Regions from separate parts of the Mus musculus genome. Here all the other regions are linked to region 2. Evidence: chromatin contacts called from public promoter capture Hi-C data. All regions are on one chromosome and are shown on one strand. Each heading gives the region's core, a stretch centred on a gene start, on an enhancer-like site or on the middle of the called end of the contact. The rest is flanking DNA. Distances are from core to core; before and after follow the strand shown. Region 1 holds the start of Mars1 (methionine-tRNA synthetase 1). Region 2 holds the start of Ctdsp2 (CTD (carboxy-terminal domain, RNA polymerase II, polypeptide A) small phosphatase 2). Region 3 holds the start of Dctn2 (dynactin 2).

Region 1 (4,348 bases), core at 1,336-3,835, 330 kb after region 2:
AAATAAGGTGTCACATAGCTCCAGCTGTCCTGTCCTGAGCCCCTGTCCAGCTGTCCTGAGCCCCTGTCCAGCTGTCCTGAGCCCCTGTCCAGCTGTCCTGAGCCCCTGTCCAGCTGGCCTGAGCCCCTGTCCAACTGTCCTGAGCCCCTGTCTAGCTGGCCTGAGCCCCTGTCCAGCTGGCCTGATCCCCTGTCCAGCTGTCCTGAACCCTTGTCTAGCTGGCCTGAGCCCCTGTCCAGCTGGCCTGAGCCCCTGTCCAGCTGGCCTGAGCCCCTGTCCAGCTGGCCTGAGCCCCTGTGCATCCAAGGACGGCTTTGAACTTCTGATCCTTTTGTTTCTACCTCCCAAAAGTCGGGATTACAAATGTGTGCCACCATGCAGAGTTTTTGCTTTCTATGTGCCAAGTACTAAGTGAGTCAATGTGTGCTTTCTAACATAATCCTTAAGATAGCTCTAACTATGGCAGGAACTATCACTTCCATTTCACAAAATAAAATAAAATAAAATAAAATCAAGGACTAGTTGTGGCACAGGCCTTTGATCCCAACACCTGGCATGCTTCTTGAGTTTTGGTCCAGCCTGATCTACAGAGTGAGTTCCAGGACAGCCAGGGCTACACAGAGAAACCCTGTCTCGAAAAACCCAAAAATAAAAACAAAAACGATAACAAAAATGAAGAATTAGTGGGTTTAAGTAATGTGTCAAGGTTACCACGCTAATAATTAGTTGTTGGGGTCTGAATACACTTTCCCCACAAAGTCCTGTATCATAAGCCTTCCAGACCCCACTTCAAGTCAACTCACCCCAGCCAGGAAAGGACAGTTTTGACGACTCAAGCTGTGATCAATGTGAGTCAGGACTCTCCGAAGTGGGCCAAGTATATCTTCCCCTTTCTTGCCTTGAACCACTAGACAGTGTAGGGCAGCAGACAGAACTGGCTAAAATGCAGGGGAAATGGGTCAGGATGTTCATACAGAGGAAGGACAGGCTGCCCTCACCTCCCTGATACACGGATTCACCTGCAGTTCTGTTGCCTCCCATTCCAGCCACTGGTTGGTGAGATCATCTTGTTCCCAGCCACATAACAGAAAAAAATATCTGCCCAGGGAGAGAAAGTAAGTTGAAGCATCTGTCTAGTTCATGGATGAACCCACAGTAGAACAGTATTTGCAAATAAGGTCACAGAAAGATTAGTGATTCACCCTGATTTGGGCACCTCCCCACACCAAGAACCAATACTGACCGGCAGATTGCACTAGCAGAGAAGAGGTAGTTGCCACTATCCAGCTGCAAGACAGGGACCTTAGGCCGGGTAAGGAATGGTACCACACACTCTGAGACAGAGGAAAATGGGTGAAAATCAGGGGTAAGAAAATAAATGAGGAGGCTGGAGAGATGGCTCGGCTGTTAAAGAGCACTGACTGCCCTTCCGAAGGTCCTGAGTTCAATTTCCAGCAACCACATGGTGGCTCACAACCACCCGTAATGAGATCTGACACCCTCCTCCAGTAAATCTGAAGATAGCTGCAGTGTACTTAGATATAAGGCGGGGCGCAGCCTGAGCAAGCGGGGTTGACCAGAGCAAGCGGGGTTGACAGGAGCCAGCAGAAGTCCTGAATTCAAATTCCCAGCAACCACATGATGGCTCACAACCATCAGTACAGCTACGGTGTACTCATATATACATTAAATAAATAAGTAAATCTTAAAAGAAATGATTTGACGTCACATTGTGTGCTGGAGGCCTGGGTTTTCAATCTACAGTTTCGAAGGTAAGAACACTAACCGGGGAGGGGTGGTGGTGGAATATGCTAGAGGGGCCAGCTAGTGTTCAGTTGAGACTGCCAACTGCAAACAAGAGGTAGAGTCTACAGAGAGGTATAGAATAGTGCTGCAGTCAAGCTGTCAGGGAGGATCTGACCAGACAACTCTTAGAAAGTCACCCAAAAAAGTTGTCTGGGAATACGCAATAAACTTCAAGGACTGAGTGTGCACATGTCTGTACTGAGGTCCTGGAAGGAGAAAGGGGCTTCCCCAAAACGACACGGGAGGTTGGAGGTGATCGCGAGAGTGACCGGGCTGAGAGGGAGTTGCCATGATAGGTGGGTCCTGGAAAACTAACCAGAGGGGAGACTTAAAACGAGGTTTGAAGAGTACAGTGAGGGTAACTAAGGGAACTAACTTCAGAAGGGTTACGGAAACAAAGGTTGGCGTGACTAAAGTTAACGTTGAGTCGATTGGGGAACGGGCACTGGAGCCTGGCAAACAACTGTGAGATGAACACCCCTCACCCGCCGCCCACCGGCAGCCACTCCAGTACCTTCGGGGCCTACGGTGCTGATGAGCAGCTCCGCCCGACCCCGGGCCCTCGCGGCCGCAGCCAGCACGGGCAGGCTCCCCGGGGAACCCTCGCTCACGAACAGTCTCATCGTGCCTCGGAGCCCACGCTGATGCAATCGGAACCGGCCTCCCGCTCCTGGGTTAAGCTGCAAGGCACGTCGGGAAATGGAGTTCTGTGTCGGCCGGACGCTCGCGGTAGGCTCCAGGAAAGCCGACTACTCATCCCATCACGCACCATTACGAAACAGGAAATGGTTACCAACGAGACCCGGAAGTTGACGGTGCGGGCTAGCGTGGCACTCTGGGTCGGCCGGCTCCGAGAGGGTCCTTTGAACTGTTGAAGTCGGCCGCTGTAAAGCGATCCGATGGAGACGACGCGATGGGTGGCATTTTCTGATTCCTTACTGGTCGTTGAAGTGGTATCGCACGCGCCGATTCAAGTTGTTAAGGATCGGAGTTTTTAATTGGTTTGTGTGCGGGTAGTCCGAGAGCGTGGCGATGCATTTAGCTACAAGATTAAAAATCAGTTGGGGAACTGTGAGCAAACTTTAGTGTCAACGTGGAAATTAATGTGGCTGTCCATCAGCCACAAAGGATGTGGCTCGCGAACCTTTATTACTTAGGAATTGGGAATGTAGTTTAGTTAGTAAGCGTTTGCTTAGCATGTGCAAACCGCTGGGTTCACCCCCGGTACACAACACTGTGTGGTGGTGTGTCCACTCCTGTAATCCCAGCGTTGAAGAGGTGGTGATAAAATTATCATAAATTCGACGTTATCCTCTATTGCAAGCCAGCCTAAGCTACTAGGGATCTGTCAGTAAATCAGTGAGGAAGCCTGGAAAGATGGCTCAGCGGAGAACACAGGCCAGGCTGTCCTTTTCCTGGACTCTCCTTTGACCCATTTGCATGGTTGACAGTTGTCTGTAACTTGAGTCCTAGGGGAATCATGCGCCCTCTTCTGGTCTTCATGATTACTGCATGCATGTGGTGCAGAGACCTCCCTGCACTCGAAACCCCTTACAAATAAAAGAAAAAGGAGTTGGGTGTGGTGGGACACTCCCTTAATTCCAGGACTCAGAAGGCGAAGGCAGTTGGATCTCTTTGAGTTCAAAGCTATCCTGGTCTTTATAAACCTAGTCTCAAAAAAAAAAAGTGTGTGGTTTTTGTTTTGTTTTATTTTGTTCTTAATTAAAAATAAGGGGTTTAGAGATAACTCTGGTTCGGGAGCACTTGATGCTCATCCAAGCACACACATGACAGGCAGATCACAACCTTCTGTAACACTAGTGCCTCTTCTGGCCTCCATAGACCTGCCCAAAAATAGTACACTCAACTTGCAGGCAAGACCTTGATACACATTAAAAAAAAACAAAAATAAACCAAGCAAGCCCTGACATAAAAGTGAAAATGCACTAGTCTTCCATTTACATATAGCTAGACAATCACAGCAAAGGGAGATGAGAGTTATGCTACAAAAGGTCAAATTGAGGGGGAAGTGAGAGATTTCGCAACAAAGCCAAATAAACACATGCAAAGGGATATCTTATCTTTAAAAAAAAAAAGTATGAGGCTCTTCTCATACAGTGCCAGCCTCGTCCTGTAGACAGGATGGTGAAGGTCGGTGTGAATGGATTTGGCCGTAATGGGTGCCTGGTTACCAGGGCTGCCTTCTGCTCTGCAGTTGGCAAAGTGGAGATTGCCATCAACAACCCATTTATGGACCTCAACTACATGGTCTACATATTCCAGTATGACTCTACTCATAGCAAGTTCAATGGCATGGTCAAGGCTGAGAAAGGGAAGCTTGTCATCAACGGGAAGCCCATCACTATCTTCTGGGAAGAGATCCCACTAACATCAAATGTGGTGATGCCGGTGCTGAGTATGTTGTGGGGTCTACTGGTGTCTTCACCACCATGGAGAAGGCTGGGGCCCACTTGAAGGGTGGGGCCAAAGGGTCATCATCTCTGCCCCTCTGCTGATGCCCCATGTTTGTGATGGGTGTGAC
Region 2 (4,115 bases), core at 151-2,650:
CCCATTGTTTTAAAGGTGGGAGGCAAATATGTCAGAACTCCCCCGGCTTCCTTTCCTTTAATGAATTAGAATCTACCCAGACTCAGGGTTTGAGGTTACATAAGCATCATTCAGATCCTCTCTAACAGTCACATTCATTTTAGAAAAACAGCATTTTCATTAAAATGGTGTTATGTAAAAAAAAAAAAAAAAAAAAAAAAGAAGAAAGAAAAGGGGGAAAAAAGGGGAAAAAAGAGCAGTGTGTGTGTGTGTAGAAACATTCGCACTTGTAAGGAACATAGGATATATACATATGATGATAGTGCCTTGTAGGTTATGACCTACTTGGACAAGATGAAGAGACACAAATGTCTAGCTATGAGGACTGCAGTAGGAAAGCCACCAGGTGCCCCCCACCCCCCATTCCCCAGGAACTATGGCCTTGAATCATAGTAACTCATCCATCACCAAAAAGCATTTGAAATGGGTCAATGGGATGGTTTAGCCAGTAAGAGCGCTTCCCAGGAAAGCCGAGTTTGATTCCCAGAGCCCACTGTGGAAGGATAGAAGAGACCTCCTTCAGGTGCAATGGGGTGCATATACAGCATACAATTTTTACAACAACCCGATACAGAGTTAAAACTGCTTCTTTGGAGCTGCTACTCCTAGCAGACAAGTGGAGAAACCCTTCCTGAGAAACCTTAAGTTTGGGAGTTCAAACCTGAGCCTGGGCCTAAAAAATGAGGGAGAGCTTTCTGGGTCCACTAAGCACCTCTATCCTCCTCAAACTGAGGATGGAACCATGAGATGGGAGTTGGGGGTGGGAGGGGGAGCTGGACTGGGAGGATAGGGTAGATGCCTGAGTGGGAGGGGCTGGCACCTAAGGTGGCCTTAATACATAAGGTGTCATTTCCAGAGGTCAGTTCCATTCCTCACACTCTGGAGTCTCGGTTCCGCCCCCTACACACTCCTTCCCAGGTACATATCAGCGGTATTCTTATATAAGGCACTGGGCTCTAAGCAGGAAATACCGTAACTGCCTCGAACCCAATCTGGCTTCTCCATTTTTCCCCAGGTTTCGTAGGGCGGAACCATTGAGCCTTCTTGGAGTAAAGCGTCGGAAACACAAACACCCCAGCACCGAGCACGGAAAGCGGAGCGTTGGAGTGGCCTTTTTAAGTAGTTGGGAAGGGGGTGTGGCCGAGAGGACCAGGAGGCCGCAGCCCAGCAAGCGGGGAGTGGCCCGGGGGCGTGGCCGTGGCGACTGGAATGTTGTTGGGTCCTTGCACCGCATAGTAAGGAGGGGCCACGCCCCCTTTCTGCGAGCGGGCCAATCGGAGTGCCGGAGCGGTTTCAAGTCTCCCCCGCCAGCCTGCCCGCCCGCCACCCCACCCCCCTCGGGGATTCGCTTTTTCCGTAAGAAAATAGCAAACCTCTGCAGGGTCCGCGGCCCCCGCTGCTCGCCGGAGGAGGGTCCCGGGGCCTAGGACGCTGGCCTGGAGCGGAACGCGCCGGCAGGCGGCGAAGAGGCCGGCCCAAGATCTGGGAGGAGCGCGGGGGTGGGCGCTGCAGCCGCGGGTTGTTTATCTGGAGTACGGAGGGGAGGGGGGAGCCTGGAAACCGCCCCGTGTCCCATTTCCTCCTCTTGTTTTCGCTCCGGATTCTCCATGTTGGACCCAAACTGAGGAGCCCGGAGCTGCCACCGGGGGATCGGGGCTGGGGGCACCGGGGAAGCCGCCGCCTGGCCCGCCCGCCCTCTGTGCAGGCCGCCTCCCTTCCCGGCCCGGGGAGGAAACGCGAGGGGGATGTGAACAGCTGCGGGAGTCGGAGTCTCGGGAGCCGGAGCCCGACGGGCCCCCGCCCAGGCCCCCCAGCCCAGCCCGCCTGCGCGCCCGCCCGCGCGTCCTCCCGCCCAGCCAGCCCGGGCCCGCGGGATTGTTAGATGGAACACGGCTCCATCATCACCCAGGCGCGGAGGGAAGACGCCCTGGTGCTCACCAAGCAAGGTAGGGGCGCAACTTCCCAAAACTTTGTGTCGCCCCCGAACGGGGAGGGGGCGGAGGATCCGGCTGGACCCGGGGTCCGTCGGTCCTCGCGCACCCGTCGGGCTCTCGGACCCCGGTGGGGGCTGAGCGAGGCCCCGGCTGCCAGCGCCGGGCGGGAGGGTGTCATCCGCGCAGCTGTCACCCGTCCGGCCACCCCTCCCCCCCCGGGGGCAGTCAGAGGCTCGGGAGGGCGCGCGTCGCGCCAGGCCACCCGCGCCGCCCCCACCCGAGCCGCGGAGATGGAGTGGTCACTCCTCCCCCACCCACCACCGCTGCGCGCCTGCCCCGGGGCTCTGGGGAGGGTACGAGGGGTCCCGAGCTGGAACGCCACCGGGACCGGAGTTTTCACGCAGGACCGGGATGCCCGGGAGCTCGGCGGTGGCGGCGCGGGGACTCGGGACGAAGTTCACCGGCCCGAGGCGGGGGCGGTGGTGGGGGAGGGGGGAGGGCCGCGGTCACTGCCGGGCGCGGGACTCTCTTCGCGGCTCGGCGGAGCAAACAAGCCGGACCCGAGGCCCGGCCGGAGCCCCTCCCTGCCCCGTGCGCTCCCCCGGGGCCGCCGCTGCACAGACACAGCCGCGTTTGTTTAGCCCGGGAGCGGTGTCCCTGGTTACATAATTCGCCGGATGGCATCAGACCCAGCGTGTTTCTGAATCGCGCAGCGAAAAAGTGCGAGTTTGTCTGTGGGCAGAGGCTCGCGACCCCCCACCCCGATTGCAGGGGGAGGTCGTCGGATTGAAGCAAACAGGGACGTCCGCAGGCAGGCCCTATCTGGGGTGTGCTTGGGGAGCGAAGCGGAGGCCTCAGCCTCCCGCGGGGGCGGGGAGGAGATTGGGGCTGGGAAAATGGGATTGCTCGGTTTGATCACAGTGGGGTCCCCTGAAACTCTCCTCTCCCCTATGTTCATCTGGCCTTGAGCATTGTGTTCAAGATAGCTGGTAGAAATTTCCGCCCAGAGTAAGGACTAGTGTTGCCCCCCTCCCTCCTTTTTCTTTTTCTAGAGAACTCCCAGGACTGTGGCCACTTGGCTCAGAGGCTGAGAGGCGAGCACGCTCTTGGAACCAGATCTCAGGCGCTGCAGCCCTTTCTTTCTATTCCGGAGGGGCATAAAAGGCCCGTGCCACAATTGAGTAGACTGAGACCTAGAGCCTGGAAGGAGGCCAGCTGTGGGGCCTGGGTGTAGTCATCCCCTACTAATACTAAGCAGCAGGTCACTTTTTCCTGGGGTTCACTTCCCAAGGAGTCTACCCAACTTGCCTTAGCCTAGGGGCAGAGCAGCTGGGCTGGTGTCCCAGGCTCTCTGGAATTCCTTGTTAGGTTGGGGGAAGGGGAGCGGTGCGTGTTTCTTGGCCTTCTGAAGCAGACTGCACTGAGGAGAGCCGAAGCCCTGCCTGCCCCTCCTCTTTGCCAGGGTCCCCTGTTCTAACTGCATCACTGACCCAGCTGTGAGATCGGCGGCGCAGCAAGTTCACCTCCTCTCCTGCTGGCCTCTCAGCAGTGCTGAGCGCCGCAAAGGGAGGCTGCCTGTGTTTATCAGTTACTGCCAGGGTTCAGTTCCCGTTGCAGCCTCATCCCAGGAATAGGACCCACGCTTCAGGATGGGAAAGGACATAAGAGGAGGGGGTAGTGACAAGAAGCCGGCATGGCGTGTGCCTCCTTCCCACCTGTGCGCCCTGCAGGGTCTCCTAGGTGTCTTGAGGGTGGCGGGCCACATCGGGATAAGAAGACTCGGGACTGTGCTGTAGCTGCACTGAGCAAATCAGAGCTGAAGTTTAATCCGGCAGGATGAGTGACAGGCAGCGGAGAGCAGAGCAGCTGGCTCCTGACCGTGTCAGGTTGCTGGTTGAGTTTTCTTGGAGTTACAGTTTTGTTTTCTTTTTTGTGTGTAGTTTGTCCTTCACATTTCTCCCTGGAGGAATCTGAATTCTCCAGCCAGCAGCCTCTTGGTGTCTCTCCCCCCTCCCCTTTTCTTCAATTGCATTCTCTGGGAAGGCGTGCTTGCTTCTGAGCAGCTTGGCACCCAGCAACCATGCCAACTAGCTGAGTTGGACATCATTTACAAACAGAACCTGCATCTTAACACTCGTTTAG
Region 3 (4,359 bases), core at 236-2,735, 290 kb after region 2:
TAATTTTTGAGATGGGACCTGGCCGGGGGGGTGGGGGGTGGGGGGTCCTTACACAGGCTAGCCTGTTCCTGTATTCCTACCCAGGCTACCAAGTGCTAGGAATATATGTGGACAGCACTGTGTCTGGCTTGAGGACTTCCTTTTGTCCTGAGTGTACCTTTTTATTTCTCTAGTAGCACGTAGTAGGTTTTCTATTTGTCTCTCACCTCCCATCCCAGCCCCAACCCCCTTCCTCCTTCTCCTCTTCTGTTCTTGTTTTGAGACAGCTGGAGCTACATAGAGATTCTGGGACTCACTAGACCAGGCATGTGCCACCACACCCAGCCTTTCCTTCTGTTTTAAAAATGGGTCAGTGAGATGGCTCAGCAGGTGAAGGGGCTTGCCACACGACTGAGTTTGATCTGCAGGACCCCCATGGTGGGGAGAGAAAGCAGATGCATAACAGCTGTCCTCTGATCTCCACGTTCCTGTGTGCGCGCACACACACCACACACACAAAGAAACAAATTAAATTAAATAATTGGGGTTTCTATTGTCATGCATTGATGTGGCAAAGTAAGAGGATTAACCATACTGTATCTCTCCTCCAGAAAGATTGGTTGCTGACTGGACACAAAGCTACTATATGTAAGGTCCTGAGTTCAATCCCCAGCACTGAAAAGTGAGTTCCAAGCCACCCTGAACTACAGTTTGAGACCTGTGTCAAATTCCTTCCTCCTAATTTCTGGGGAACTATTAATGAAATTGATGACCGTCATGGAGAGTTCAGTCAGACTGTGAGCCAGCGCTTTTTCATTTAAGATGTCCAGACTTTTGAAGAAAAAAAGAAGAAGAAATAGCACCCTCAGACGAACTTGGGTTTCAGATTATTATATGCATATCAGAAATATAAGAAGCATGCTTATACTAACAATTGTTAGTTGTTGACCTGAAATTAACTTCAATAAAAAATTGTTATTATTTATTTATTTTATGTGTATGGGTGTTTTGTCTGCATGTATGTCAGTGTACCACGTGTGTGTCTGGTGCCCTCAGAGGCCAGAAGAGGGCACCTGGTACTGGAATTATAAATGGCTGTGAGCCACTATCTGGATGCTGGGGATAGAACCCAGGTCCTCTACAAGAGGACTGTGCTCTTAACCCCTGGGACATCTTTCCAGCTCCTGAAATTAAAATTTAACTAGGGTCCCTCTATTTTGTCCAGAAGCCCTAACCTGAAAAGACGGCCTCATTTTTCTATTCTTTAAATGTTTACTAAATCTTGCTATTGTTTACAACGTGGCGAGCTGTGTGGTTTCATGTAACCAATCTCTAGGTTTTCTAAAGCAGGAATTATGAAACTCCTTTCATAGACTATTAAGAACGAAAGGAGATAACTGTATGCAATAGCTCCCTAACGTTGTTATTGTCGCTTCCAGCCCAAGCCCCAGAAGACCGGGACTACATATCCCACAATGCTAGGCGGCGTCTCCTCGCCATTACCTCATTCCCTGTCGCTCTCACCAATCCCAGCCTGTCCAGGGGTGTGGTAGCCGGCTGTCCTCGCGACTTTTGCTGTCCCCCGCCTCCTGCCGGCCTGCTCCTGTCGCGAGACTTCCTGCTCCTCCGCCGCTCCCCTTATCGTCGCCTTTGCTGGGGACCCGGACCCAGCCTCTCCCCCACTCGGTCACCAGCCCCGGCTCCTCCGAGGCCTCGGTCCCCCAGCCCCGCCTCGCCGCCGCCATGGCGGACCCTAAATACGCCGATCTCCCCGGCATTGTGAGTACAGGGCCGGGCCCGGCTCCCCAGACCGCGCCCCCGACCTCCCGAGGACCCCCAACAGAAGCCAGCCCGCGACCCCTCCCGCTGGCAGCCCCCTAGCCCCAAGGGTCCCCGCCGCTCGCCCTTCGACGGCCGCAGCACCTTCTGGACTCCAGACCCGACTGGGCCGGGCCGTTGGACCGCGTCGGGCCCTTTTTCTGGCAGTAGCCGGTTTCTCCGCCCAGAAATCGCCTCCGGGCGCTTACCACTTGAGCCCGAATGTCTGTACCGTCCATGTCAACAGTGCCCTTGTCGCCCCAAATTTCCCGATTGCCCGCCCCCGCACCCTGACTCCAGCCGAACTCACCAGGCCACTTGGTGGCCTTCATCTTGCCAGGGAAGAGGTTACTGTTGCAGAAACCTTGTGCCAGTGGGGAGCTCTGTGCATTGCGAGCACCTGTGTGCTTGCTCCTCATGCACAAGCCGGCATGTACCCTCCGTTGATGCTGTCCTCTCTGCATTCTCAGGGTTGGGGGCGGGGGGTTGGCACACCGGACCTTGAGAACTAAGGTCCTGAGTCACTCTCAACCCTTGTACAGTGATGTGCAGGGCCTAACTCAAGAAACCCTCACCAGATTAGGACAAGATAATTACCAAGGACTGGCCTCTCAGCCATGTTCAGGGTAGCATCTTTCTTTCACTATGGACGTTTTATCCCAGATCCCAGTTTGTACCTGTGGTCATCCCACTGGATGAAACGGACATAGAGTTGACAGGGGAGGTGGAGGGCGGAATCCTTGAATGACAGTCAGGTTTTGCAATGCCTTGTTCAAAGGAAATGGGATAAGGGATGAATGCTGGGTAATGAGTCTGGGTGGTCACCGCTTCTCCCTGCAGGCCAGGAATGAGCCAGACGTTTATGAAACCAGCGACCTACCTGAGGATGATCAAGCAGAGTTTGATGCGGTAAGACTGTGTGCTACCTCAGGATCCCTCTGGACTCTGACCTTTCTCCCCAGATGCAGGTCCTTTTCCTTCTCTGGCAAGCCACAACAATAAGTGGGTATGCCAACCCCAGCCTGGGTGGTGTGGAGGTCTCAGGGCTTTCAAAGGCCTTGCCCAGCAGCTGGCAGCCACCAATGAACAATGCCAGAAAGGAGAGTCGAGCCAGTGAGATTACAACTAACAAGACCTGTAAAACCCAAGTCTTATTAAATACAATTGAGATATCTCAAAGCAGTTACATTCTGGACTAGTGATTAGTTAGGCCCCAGGGTCTAATCTGTGCATTGAATTATAAAGCTTGAACATAGTAAATCGTTTAAGGTTGGAGTAGACATTTTTTTTTAAAGATTTATTTTGTTTATATGAGTACACTGTAGCTGTCTTCAGACACACTAGAAGAGAGCATCAGATTCTATTTCAGATGGTTGTGAGCCACCATGTGGTTGCTGGGAATTAAACTCAGGACCTCTGAAAGAGCAGCCAGATGCTCTTAACTGCTGAGCCATCTCTCCAGTCCGACCTTTTTTATTTTATAAGATATTTCACTCATTAAATTAAGTTCTCATTAGTATTTAGCAAGAACTTGAATTTGAACTGTAGCAGCCATTAGGGAAGGTGGAAGCAAATGACTTGGAAATGTCAGAAAACCACACGCGTGGTCAGACCAAGATCATTTTGGGGAATAACATAAATACTGTAATCAGCCGAGAAAAGACGATAGTAATATATTAAGCCTGCTCTGTGTGCTCTAAGGAGTCGGGGGCGGGGCACACACTTTAACCAGGAATTTATTGCAGAGGAAGAGATGCCCTAAAGGAGCCCTTTTACATGACTGTTAGACTGTGTACAGGAAGTATAGGAGTTAGCATACGTATAGGTAACATAAGAGAAAGCCCAGGGTGAATGAACAGCAGTCAGTACAGTCCTGGGGGTACAGAGGTCCAGCGATGGCCTCTATAGATTGTGTTTTATTAGCTCCACAGCAAACTGGGCTGAGCTAGGCTGGGCTCTCACTGATGCTAGGAGATCTCAGTGGAGGCGTGGCCAAAGTCATGGGGACCTTGTCAGCAGGCCCAGTGTGTGTGTCTGTCAGTCCTGTGGCCGTGTCTGTGGGGCTGGTTAGTTGTGAGGAATGTTGGCAGCTGCCTTACACTGGCATGGCTTGGCGTGCTCACTTATTCCTTATCTTGTTCTCCCGTGTGGAAGTGCTTCCTACACAGTGGGAATAACTTCCTGTCCCTTCCCTCCACAGTGTGCTCCTGGTGGCTTCTGTATCTGCTGGCATGTCAGTCTGCCGATCCCTCTTCCCACAAAGCTTATTACCTGGGGATAATGCAGATGGTGTCTGAGTGTGACACTGTCACTCCAAGAGGTGTCTCAGTTAACTCTGTCCTCAGAGCAGGAGATGAGGAGTTAGCTCAGGGATGCCTCAGAACCTCAGCCTGTAAAATACCAAGCTTGCAGAGAGAGGATAAGACTGTTGGCTGGTCACTGTGATGTAGACAGACAGTGGATACCGTGACTGCAGCTCCTCCCATCGTCGTGTCTCAGCCAGCTTGTCAGAGAGGAGCGTGTGTGGAGACAGACCCTCAGCGCATCAGAAGCCCTGAGAGC

The links. Promoter capture Hi-C pulls out the DNA fragments that hold promoters and counts their contacts. Capture Hi-C pulls out chosen DNA fragments and counts their contacts.
Region 1: a contact with region 2 is called in a promoter capture Hi-C map of liver. The contact joins the promoter of Mars1 here to the promoter of Ctdsp2 in region 2. A contact is called at or near these places in 1 of 39 promoter capture datasets (pre-B cells), 2 of 484 Hi-C or Micro-C datasets (embryonic stem cells and erythroblasts), 3 of 115 datasets of contacts at active chromatin or transcription factors (embryonic stem cells, memory CD8 T cells and pancreatic cancer cells) and 1 of 9 other capture datasets (liver).
Region 3: a promoter capture Hi-C map of embryonic stem cells shows a contact between it and region 2. The contact joins the promoter of Dctn2 here to the promoter of Ctdsp2 in region 2. A contact is called at or near these places in 1 of 39 promoter capture datasets (embryonic stem cells), 2 of 484 Hi-C or Micro-C datasets (both in embryonic stem cells) and 2 of 9 other capture datasets (adipose tissue and liver).

The regions. Positions count from the first base shown.
Region 1 is chr10:127,309,201-127,313,548 of GRCm38.p6, forward strand. Mars1 (methionine-tRNA synthetase 1) reads right to left here and starts at 2,586. Exons shown (of 21, transcript NM_001003913.2): 1 at 2,321-2,586; 2 at 1,244-1,334; 3 at 1,020-1,098; 4 at 804-938. The coding sequence starts at 2,429. It also overlaps the pseudogene Gm6283.
Region 2 is chr10:126,977,317-126,981,431 of GRCm38.p6, forward strand. It overlaps Ctdsp2 (CTD (carboxy-terminal domain, RNA polymerase II, polypeptide A) small phosphatase 2), which reads left to right and starts at 1,401. Exons shown (of 8, transcript NM_001113470.1): 1 at 1,401-1,985. The coding sequence starts at 1,922. It overlaps Gm40798 (a long non-coding RNA gene), which reads right to left and starts at 204. Exons shown (of 2, transcript XR_872169.3): 1 at 1-204.
Region 3 is chr10:127,264,777-127,269,135 of GRCm38.p6, forward strand. It overlaps Dctn2 (dynactin 2), which reads left to right and starts at 1,486. Exons shown (of 14, transcript NM_027151.2): 1 at 1,486-1,758; 2 at 2,638-2,706. The coding sequence starts at 1,723. Gm40800 (a long non-coding RNA gene) reads left to right here. Exons shown (of 2, transcript XR_872171.2): 2 at 591-968. It also overlaps a transcript of Kif5a not described here.